Regions from separate parts of the Mus musculus genome. Here all the other regions are linked to region 1. The links are chromatin contacts, called in public HiChIP or PLAC-seq and Micro-C maps. All regions are on one chromosome and are shown on one strand. The core of a region is the stretch at or near the end of the contact, and the rest is flanking DNA. Distances in the headings are between cores, read along the strand shown. Region 1 holds the start of Sox1 (SRY (sex determining region Y)-box 1). Region 2 has its middle 44 kb from the start of Spaca7. Region 3 has its middle 35 kb from the start of Spaca7.

What was found. A called contact is a pair of places that touch in the nucleus more often than the background predicts. HiChIP or PLAC-seq counts read pairs in DNA pulled down with a chosen protein or histone mark.
Region 2: a contact with region 1 is called in an H3K27ac HiChIP or PLAC-seq map of embryonic stem cells, with 7 read pairs. The contact joins the enhancer-like site here to the promoter of Sox1 in region 1. A contact is called at or near these places in 1 of 39 promoter capture datasets (embryonic stem cells), 2 of 484 Hi-C or Micro-C datasets (embryonic stem cells and nephron progenitors), 15 of 115 datasets of contacts at active chromatin or transcription factors (SST interneurons, craniofacial prominence, embryonic forebrain and 7 more) and 2 of 9 other capture datasets (embryonic stem cells and pancreatic islet).
Region 3: a contact with region 1 is called in a Micro-C map of embryonic stem cells, with 7 times the contacts expected there. The contact joins the enhancer-like site here to the promoter of Sox1 in region 1. A contact is called at or near these places in 1 of 39 promoter capture datasets (embryonic stem cells), 3 of 15 datasets of contacts at CTCF or cohesin (embryonic stem cells and stem cell-derived epiblast-like cells), 40 of 484 Hi-C or Micro-C datasets (B cells, cerebellum, cerebral cortex and 14 more), 16 of 115 datasets of contacts at active chromatin or transcription factors (VIP interneurons, astrocytes, craniofacial prominence and 9 more) and 1 of 9 other capture datasets (embryonic stem cells).

Annotation. Positions count from the first base shown.
Region 1 is chr8:12,393,442-12,396,845 of GRCm38.p6, forward strand. It overlaps Sox1 (SRY (sex determining region Y)-box 1), which reads left to right and starts at 2,078. Exons shown (of 1, transcript NM_009233.3): 1 at 2,078-3,404. The coding sequence starts at 2,920. The region is part of intron 1 of Sox1ot (Sox1 overlapping transcript); the gene reads left to right.
Region 2 is chr8:12,527,567-12,530,879 of GRCm38.p6, forward strand. No RefSeq gene overlaps it. Among named protein-coding and RNA genes, the nearest start is that of Spaca7, 44 kb to the right of the region's middle. Within about 2 kb of position 1,280, at least 10 of the 459 cell types and tissues checked have an H3K27ac peak or open chromatin away from gene starts, as enhancers often do. A contact at or near this core is called in embryonic stem cells, where this site is marked.
Region 3 is chr8:12,605,966-12,609,503 of GRCm38.p6, forward strand. No RefSeq gene overlaps it. Among named protein-coding and RNA genes, the nearest start is that of Spaca7, 35 kb to the left of the region's middle. Within about 2 kb of position 1,431, at least 5 of the 459 cell types and tissues checked have an H3K27ac peak or open chromatin away from gene starts, as enhancers often do.

The sequences.
Region 1 (3,404 bases), core at 828-3,327:
CATTGATATGGAAAATAATGTGCCAGGCTTGATTTACACAAAGCATTTTCAGGGGGTCTTTGGCTATTTAGTTTAAAATCTAAATTGAAAAGCACAAGAAAGAAATCTTTCAATTGCTAAGTGGATAATATAGTTTATAATTTGTAAACCGTTTCCTTTATTTCAGTCTTGCTGACTTGCCCTAACACAGCGGATCTCCCAGCACACCCATCACCTCCTAAGTTATCCAAGGAAAATGGTTCTACGGCATTCTTAAACAATAGTCCTATTCGTTTTTGTTCATTTACAATGTAACTGATATTTGTAGGTAGTTCGTGAAACAAATCAAAAGATTTAATAAACTTGATGGCTGAAATAAGAAGGTAGCTGAAAACTAAGTTTATGACCTAGATGTTTATAAAAATATGAAACGATGTTTCCCTTCTAGCACAATTCTATATTATTTGATGAGTTTTCTAGTAAGTGCTGAATGGCCTGAAATGAAAGCTCAATCGGGCTGAGGGCTGTACTGTGCTGTAACAACCTGAGATAAAAAAAAATAATAATAAAATAAAATAAACCACTGTAATAATCATAGCAAGGGAGCAACGGCGTCAGGAAATTCACAGCCTCAGATGTTTTTGTTAGTGGGGGGGGGGGCTGTCATATGTTCACCGTCCAACATATTGGAACACCTGTATTCTTGCTATTATCCGGGTTATCTGTCATCAGAAGAGCCTCTGGATTACACGCGAGGCGGTCTGCAGGCATCTGACCAGGCTTGCTTTACCCACCAGCAACCTCCCGAAGCACCTAGATCTTAGAAGTAGAAACTCTATCCTCTCCCCTCTGTACCCCGCCCCAGGATATCTGAAGAACTTGTAGACTCTAAAGGTCTTTCTGGAAGAAGCCTTTACAATAACTCCCCCCCCCTTTTTTTTTTTGGACATGATGGTCTGATCCCAAGTAGCCTGGGGTGGGGTTGGAAATCTCTTATACATCCCGGAATCATATTTGTTCTGAGATTCATGGATTACGGCCATTTGTGTATGTCTTGATCATCCCCAGAACTGCCCTTTCTTTTTCACAACATACGAAGAAACAAAAACAACAACATACAAAAAGGCGGCCCTGTCACTGGACCTTCCAATTCCGTTTCAGCGCCCGCACCCCACCCCCACCCTCGCAAACCCGAGTTCACACGATTTTCAAAATCCTTTGGCAAACAGCTTCTGGGAGAATCGCTTCAGAAAAGCATAGGCTAGGTAGGTATTCTTTTGCTGTTTCCACAAACTTCTTTTTACTGTCGGAGTAACAAGATTCCAGCTAGATCTTGGTTTTGACCTTCGCAGAAATTCAAGAGGATATAGAGTAAATTGGCACCTGACTATAACACTCCGCTCCATTAAAAGACACCCCCTCCCCCAAGAAAGTTCGGGGTAGATTAGGGAGCTAGGAGCGTAGCACCACACAAAAACCGCTGCACCTCTTGCCACGGAGACCCGAATTATAGATCCCGAATCTGTAAAGGCCTTTGCAGGCTCTGAGAATGCACCGAGCGCCAGGGGTGGGAGAGACTGAGCCGCCCCGCTTGGCCTGAAACCCAGCAGAGGTACTTTGGGCCTAAGCCCCCCCCCCCCGGGAGGATCTCCCCCGCACCGCTGTTATTCTGCACTCCCGGCTGAGCTGAGTGCAAAGTGAGGCCTCTATCTCCAACTTTCCCCTTCCCAGCGGGCACAGAGTTGGCTGGCTGGGGACAGGGGAGGAGCTGGGTCTCCAATGAGCGCATTTAAACACGACCCAGGGCTGTATTCCCCCCGCCTCCCCCGACAGCGATTCTTTCTTCCTCTGGGTTTTCAACCCAATCGTTAATCATTCGGAGCGCGCGGGCGGGGAGAGGCAAAGGGGGCGAGCTCTGGGTTCGCCGCCGCCGCCGCCGCCGTCGCCGCCGCGCGCGCGCGCTCAGGAAGCAGTGTGGCTGTGACCCCGCCCCCCCGCGCCCCCTTTTCCCCCTCCTTCCTGCCCTTGTTCCCCCCCTCTCTCCTCCTCCACCTCCTTGCTCCGCCGCCCGCGCCCAGTGTATCTACTCCCTCCCCACGTCACTCGCCAGCGCGCCATGCAAATCACCGCCGCCGCCGGTTCCCATTGGCCGCGGCGCGCTCATTTAATGGCAGCCCGGGCCCGGCGTATGGCTGCTGGGCCCCCCGCGCCACCGGCCCCGCGTGCGCCTCCGCTCCGAGCGCACGGCCTCGGGCAGGCAGCGGACAGCTTGTCCTGGGCACAGCGGCACAGCTCTCTGGCTCTCTGCTCGCGTTGGCACTCCCACTGCTGTCCCTAACCCCCTCCCTGGCTGCACCGCGATCGCCCCCTCCGAACCCCCCTCCGAGTCCCCCTCAGCGCCTGGCTCCCCCCAGGCACCTGGGACCAGCACATGCCCAGCGCACGCGGCGCACCGCCTTGCTAGAAGTTGCGGTCCCAGAGTTGGAAGCCGCCAAGGAAGCCAGCACAGGAACGGAGACTTCGAGCCGACAAGAGGAGGCAGCGAACCCTGCGTCGGGCCCAGGGGCACCGCTTCAGACCCAGAAAGTGGAGCCTCAACTTGGCCACGACTGCACCTGTTTGCACAGTTCAGCCCTGAGTGACCGGACGGCAGCAATCAACCTGGCCATCGGCCTCTTTGGCAAGTGGTTTGTGCACCGGGAGAAACTTTCCACCTGCGAGCTGGACCCGCGCTAAGTGCGTGTGCTTTTGCCTCTTTTTTGTTGTTGTTGTTGTTGTGGCCTCCACCCAACCCCCTTCTCTCCGCTAGGCACCCACCGCACACACACCCCCCCCCCCAGTCTCTCTGGGCTGATCCTCTCTCCACCCACCCACCCCCACCCGGCCGTCTATGCTCCAGGCCCTCTCTTTGCGGTACCGGTGAACCCGCTAGCCGCCCAGATGTACAGCATGATGATGGAGACCGACCTGCACTCGCCCGGCGGCGCCCAGGCGCCCACGAACCTCTCGGGCCCGGCCGGGGCGGGCGGGGGCGGCGGTGGGGGCGGGGGCGGCGGCGGCGGCGGGGGCACCAAGGCCAACCAGGATCGGGTCAAGCGGCCCATGAACGCCTTCATGGTGTGGTCCCGCGGACAGCGGCGCAAGATGGCCCAGGAAAACCCCAAGATGCACAACTCGGAGATCAGCAAGCGCCTCGGGGCCGAGTGGAAGGTCATGTCCGAGGCCGAGAAGCGGCCGTTCATCGACGAGGCCAAGAGACTGCGCGCGCTGCACATGAAGGAACACCCGGATTACAAGTACCGGCCGCGCCGCAAGACCAAGACGCTGCTCAAGAAGGACAAGTACTCGCTGGCCGGCGGGCTGCTAGCGGCCGGCGCGGGTGGCGGCGGCGCGGCCGTGGCCATGGGTGTGGGCGTGGGCGTCGG
Region 2 (3,313 bases), core at 30-2,529, 130 kb after region 1:
GAACTAAGAGGGCCAACAGGGTGTTAATTGGCTGTGGTGATCTGTGCCTGTACAAGCAGCAGCACTCAGGACGCTAAGGCAGGAAGTTTGCCATGAGTTTGGCTCAACCTGGGATACAGTGTGAGGTCCTATCCCAGAGAGAGCCGTGGGAGGGGCTTAAAGGAGAAAAAGGAGCCTCAAAGTTGGTGGAAGAAAGTGAGGCTATCCTTCGAACTGTGAAACGACTCTGGTGAAACTAAGGAAGGTGTCTCAACAGCAGTCTGCGTCTATGGCTTGCCTAGTAAGGTCTGATGTCCCTTAATTTACATCATGGTGCTCTTCGCCATCATTTTCTACATGTTAATTTCAGGGCCCACAGGAGTTACTAAGTAAGCAAGTGTCCAAGGGGCTTGAGGGTTCCTGTCAAAGAAAGATTACAGCAGCTGGCTAGAGAGAGATCCCTCACAATGCTGGAGAAATGGCTCCAGAGCTAAGAGCCTTTATTGCTCTCACAGAGGACCCAAGTTTGATTCCCAGCACCCATGTCAGCACATTAGGTAGTTCACACTCACCTGCCACTCCAGCCCGTGGGGGATCTCTGGCCTCTGCAAGAGTAAGTTCGTGCACTCTCGTGTGTGTGTGTGTGTGTGTGTGTGTGTGTGTGTGTGTGTGTGTGTGTGTGTGTAAGACATAAACAGCCAACAAGGGGACCTTTAGCCTTCTTAGAATTCTTCTGAGAAGTCCCTGGATGGTCATCAACTCGAGATGGGGGGGGGTCAGTTCTCACTATCCTCTCTAAGGGAGGGAGTGCCAAGGACCACCCTCGCCTTGGATTCTGAGAGTGAAAACAAACAACTTGAAATCAAATTGTAGGTTCAAGCTGGCAGCCTATGTTCTACTTGAGACAGCTTTCCAGATTGCTCTCTGTTTTACTTTCTCTGGAGATCTCCGGACAGCTCCCTCTAGGTTTTGCTTGAGACAGTTCTCTAAGCAGTTCTCTCTTGTTATTTTACATTTTTTTCTGGATAGCTCAATCTGGCAGATCTTGAGCCCAGTCTTTTATTTACATATCAATCCAGTCTTTTACTCCAGGTTCCCTTTCGATTATCCTATGAATCAGCATCCACTGACCCAAGCCCCTTTATCCTTAAGAGATAGCTAGCACACATTTCTCCCTTCCTTTTTTTTTTTTTTTTTAATATTTCAAAAGAATTCAGAGATCTGTCTGCCTTTGTTGACCACAGCCAATAAACTAGCAGGATGGGACTGAGACCCCACCCTGAAATTATCATTTCTACCACGCCTCAGCCTAACCTTACTCTGTACCAGGCCGACCTTGAACTCAGGAATCTGCCTGTCTTTGTATCTTTCTGACAAGCTGGGTCATTAATGCCTCTGCTATTCTAGGACTGTGAAGTACCTTATACAACTCATGCTGTGCTCCTATATTTTGCATAGTTGAGAAAGTATATATTTTTGAACTCATGTTTTCAGAGCTACCCCCCCCCCCACACACACACACACAGCCCCAAGGGCTGTCCTGCAGGTCCCAGCAGTCACCACCTTGTTAAGACACAGCCACACCCTTGGTCCTCAGACTTGCTGTCTCCAAGTATCATGGGATCATTAACCTGGCAGGAAAAACATCTCCGAAGGAGGAACATAGAGTAAATTATAAACACTAATATACAAACAAGGCCCAAGTCCCACAACCATCCACACTCGTGGAAGCCCATGCCCTCCAGGGGCAGGAATCCATGTCATGCTGACCCTTCCACGAGTCATGCTGGACCCTGACAATAGTTGTTTCAAGTTTCCTAACAACCTGTTTCCCAGTCTCCCTTCTCAAAAGCAAGGCCAGAGTAGCCACTCACACCCCACACAGTCACAAATATTAATCTGTCAAGAGCGCACACAACGCTAGGGCTCCCTAGTGGAAGCTGCTAGCGCACCTTTTCCAGCTAGGAAAATATCAGGGGTTGGGGCACCACTCTAAGCCTCTTGCAGTGTCTGTTTGCCAGAAACCTGAGACTGTGAATTTGAATTGTTGAGCTGCCCTAAGGCAGGAGAGAGGCATTTTTATTTGCTTCCCCCTCCTAGAAATAAAATTTTAAAATAGCCAGTAACTTAGGGAGACTCTAAGGATAACAGTCCTAACAATTTACATAATATGAGGGTGGAGGAGGAGGTGGTGGCTGTGGAGGAGGAGGAAGAGGACAGAGGAAAGCCATCCTTTTAAATTGTGTGACATGGTTTAAAATAGTGAACCGTGGTTGGCACAAAGCCTCAGTACTCCCTGCACAATTAAAAGTACTTAAGACATTTCAGCCAATCAGAGGTCTTGATTGGCTGAGCATCTCTAACCTGTAATCTCTCCTCCCAGACCAACCCAACTAAGGCCAGTAGAACTGCTCTGTCAATGTCAGGCGGTGGCTAAAGCTCGCGCATCCATCTCATTCCCCCCACCCTTGCCCCCCCACCATCAGTATACCCCTCACTAAGGCTAACTGGACTGCTCCTCTAGTTGTTGTCACTGTGTCAAATGCTCACTTCAGAAATAACACCTTTCCTGACTTTGGTCTATGCTCCCAAAATGCCAACCCTTGGACAAGAAGCTCTCATTCCCGTTGATGGTCACTGTGGATGCTGCTGGGCTGGATGTGAGGTTGTTATCTGACTTGTACCAGATATATCCAGATCCATCACCATTCTGTAGGGACATCTCACTAGGAGGCAGGGTTGGTGTCACACTGGCCAGGCCTTGGGAAGAGATACAGCTGGAAATCTCTGGCCAAGGAGGGCTCAGTCATTCACCCATCCAACCAGCATCTCTTGAATACCTACTTGGTATCATTGCAGAATCTACTCCTGGTTTCTAGGCCTGACTTCTAATCTCCACACCATGCTACCGAGCTCAGTCTCTCATATGGCAGGCTATACAGTTAGGTCCTGGTTCCTCCTCCCAGCTCCATGCTCCCAGACGCAAAATATACTTACAAATACCTTGGCCGTGTAGCTAGGCTCTTTGCTGACTAGAATCATAGCTCCGTTAACCTATTTATTTTAACCTACATTCTGCCACGTAGCTGGTTACCTGTGCGACTCAGGTACTGTGCGTCCATCTCAGAATCTTTTATGCATCCCGATATCCCACCTTCTATTTCCTGCCTACTGACACATGATGCATTTGTACAATACATAGGGTATTCTACTACAGCAGGCATGCTGGAGGACACATGGTAACATGTCACATCCAGAATATGGCATGAGGAGCCACTGACAAATGTCATGCAGTAAGGAGCATTTATACCATAAACAGCCCCCTCAGGAAGCA
Region 3 (3,538 bases), core at 181-2,680, 210 kb after region 1:
GATTCCCTCCTCTCAGAGATCTTCAGCTTCTGTCAACTTGACATCAAATTAACCAGCACACTTAATTTTAAAATGTAAAGTATTTTTAATTATATGTTTGTGTTCATCTGTGGGTTTGTGCACGTGAGTGCGGTACACACAGAATCCCCTGGAGCCGAAGTTACAGAAATCTGTGAGTTATCTGATTGGGGTGCTGAGAGCTGAACCCCAGTCCTCCCCAAGAGAGGTAGGTGTACATCTTAGCTACAGAACCATCTCTACAATCCTCTTTGTTCTGCTGCTACAGAAATTCCACGAAACAGTTACCATGTGTCAAACATGGCACTTGGGGTCTTCCGATCCGTGGTCAGAAGAAGCCCTCTGCCCTTGGTTGGAGTTTGAGCTTCACTTTCGGTGTCCAAGCAACCCAGCATCTCTAAGCAGTTGCTGTGCCCCACAGGGCCCCACTGCTCTCCTGGGACAGGGGTCATATCCACTGCACCAGATGTCTTCCTCATGTGTCTCCTGTCCTTAGAGCTCCTCCACAGCAGAAGTAGCCGCACTGCTTCCTATGGAAGAAGAATTTCATCTGGATCCCAAAGGCTAAAAGCATCAGACTGGCAGATGGTTTAAAGATCCATCGTGTCCAAAGTGGCTGACTACTCGTAAGAAGAGGTTTCTAGTTGAGGTTGCCGTGTCACACACTCCTCAGTTCTGTTACCGTCACAGGGATGGGGCTTCACAAAGGGTGGTTCTGCAGTCCTGTAACAACACCCCATACGCAAACATGGGCCTCAGGCACGTGGCTAGACAGGGTGTGTCTGGGAGGGGACATCAAGGCAGCCCCAGCCCCCTCACAGTGTGACCTACATGCCTAGCCGACTCAGTGACCTCTGAGCAGAGTTTGTCCTTCCTCAAAGCTAGAGGTGACAGCCGTGGCAGTGAGAACTGATGTAGACTGAGAAACAGAAGCAACACATTTAAAATATAATTGTTACAACTAGTAGGAAAACTGGTGGGTGGCTTGCCGACTGATGAGGCCAGCAAGTTCGACGTGGGGGACATGAACAGTCAGGCTGCAGACTCAAGAGAGAGTCTGAGCAACAGTCACAGAAAGGAAGACATCCCCTCTCCGAGGGCGACAGCCTTTCCCTCTGCTTCTCCATCTAGTATTTTGTTAACTTTGGGACATCTATATATAGTAGATATAGATAGATATAGATAGAGATAGAGATAGAGATAGAGATAGAGAGATAGAGATGATGATAGAGATAGAGAGATAGATATGGATGCTTTGAGCTAGCCATGCGGACACAGGAACCAGCTGGCCACAGCCCAGGTCACAAACAGGCACCTGAGAGAAGCCAGCCTCTGCTTCTGATTCAGGTGCTGCCCCTGTCCAGGATGTCAACCACTGTCCTGCACTGCCTCCTCGTGGATCCTCAGAAAACAGCAGCCACGGTACCAGTCATGGAGGTTGGATCTGACGGGAGGCCACTAGAGGGCCACTGCTCACCTGGTCCTCTGGGTCCCATGCTCCCACCTGAAGTCTCTTCATCCCTGACAGGAAGGATGGGGCCTCAGCACTCTTGCTCCTCAGTAGCCACCAAGGAACACCTGTTGCTTCACATCCTGGTTCCCTAGCCCCATCTCAATGCGTCTGCACCGAAGCCCACAGGGAGACAGAGCAGGCCACAGCTGACCCTGAGAGACCTTTAAGGACTTGTCTGGTTGGCAGATAGATGGACCTGGTTTGAGACCTTCACCATTCCATCCACAGAGAGATGCTTTCGTGGTGGGCGGGACCAGAACAACAGGGTCTTCGGGTACATCTATGGGGTCAAGACTGGGAGGAGTCACCAAGGGTGTTCCCCTGACACCATCCCTCCATCTCTGGACACAACAGCAGATGAAATCAGGAGAAGCGAGCCCAACATGGTCTTGAGGAAGGAAAATGGTTTGAAGAGGATGGGAGTGGGGCTGGAAGCAGAACAGGGAAGCTGGAAGGTAAGACCTAAGTGTCACACAGATGACCTATTTCACTGCCTGGGGGAGAATGCCCCCTCATTACAGGACAAAACCTGACAGGGGCTGTGGGACAGCCCCATGCTGGACACCAAGGCTTTCATGACATTCTCAGTGTGTCTACTCACTCCTGGGGGTGGGGGAGGAGACACCTGGACTCAGAACTCAGAACCTTCAACAGGACAACTGGACACCTGGGCAGGGTCATGGTGATTGGGTTCTCCCAGGGTAGCCTGACCTGAGGACTATCTCAGAGGGAAATGGCTAGTTCTGGTCTCATCCTGCCTGCCTGTGACCTTGGGGGTCTCTCTGCTGGGTGCACAGAGCTGAGATAGCTCTGAGGTTTTGCCCTTTGGAAACATAGTGAACTAGCTGCCAGTTTCAGGGGTGCAGGTGGAGGAGGCTAGACTCCCTATCACTTGGACAAAGGCTCCCTGATGCAGAGGACATCAGAGAGTTCTCTCTCTGAGACATCCTTAACAATTGGAAGTCACAGTCTCACTTCCTGAGCCACAGATGTGGATGGATGATGGCGGGGGGCATGCTCACAAGTATGCTGGGCTGAGCTGGGCACAAAGCCGAGGGGAGCCAGGTGCTCCAAGAGCAACTTGGCACGAGCTGCAAGTGACCTCCATGGTGAAGTGGTGGCAGAGTCTGCAAGGTCAACCTAGGGTCCTTCTACACTAAACATGTCTTCCTGGGGTAGGTACGTGCAAATGGCCCCTCATGCCCGCTGCACTCCCAATACTTTCAGTGGTCCCTGCAGCCTGGCTCTGGGTGTCGGATGAAGCCAATAGCTGATGTCCTTGCACCGTTTAGTGGCAGACGGAGCAGCCATGCAGTGGGCTCCAGGGTCACATGGTACTTCTGCGTCTTTGTCACACCACAGGTATATGACGACAGCAACCTCTTGTCCTGGTAACTCATGAAATCTTCCAGCCTCTAAAACCCCATGTTGCAAGCCTTCCCTTATTCTGCCCCTGCCCGTGTCTCCTCCCATTGCACACCCTGGTGACTCAGGCCCCATTCTGCTACCTTCCCCACGTCACTGAGCACATGTAGTCACACGAGGACCTTCACACACTTTCCACGGCTTCCATCAGAACCTGATCTCTCACGAGTTGGGTGCGGCACACTGTTGCCTCCCCTAAGACGGGGACTTGGATTTGAGGTTTGGGCAGTTTCTGTCGCCTTCAGGTCAGTGGCTAAAAGTCTGTAACTCTGAGGATCTTAACATGCAAAGTGAAAACAAACAAACAAAAAAAAAAGAATCGCAAATCATAGTAGACCCTTGCTGATGTGCAGTCACAAAGGCTGCTTTCCCCAGGCTTGTCAGCTTAGATGCTTGTTAATGTGTTAAAGATAGGTTGCACAAACACAGCTCTGGCTGGTGCTGCAGGAAGGGGACGCCTAAGAGGAGAATGCAGATTTTCTGTTGCTTCCTGGTCCCACAGACCTCCCCATGCTGCAGGGACTCTACCCTGCCCCCGCCTGCGCATGGACCTCCAGAGACTGGCACTGGCAGCAGAGTTCA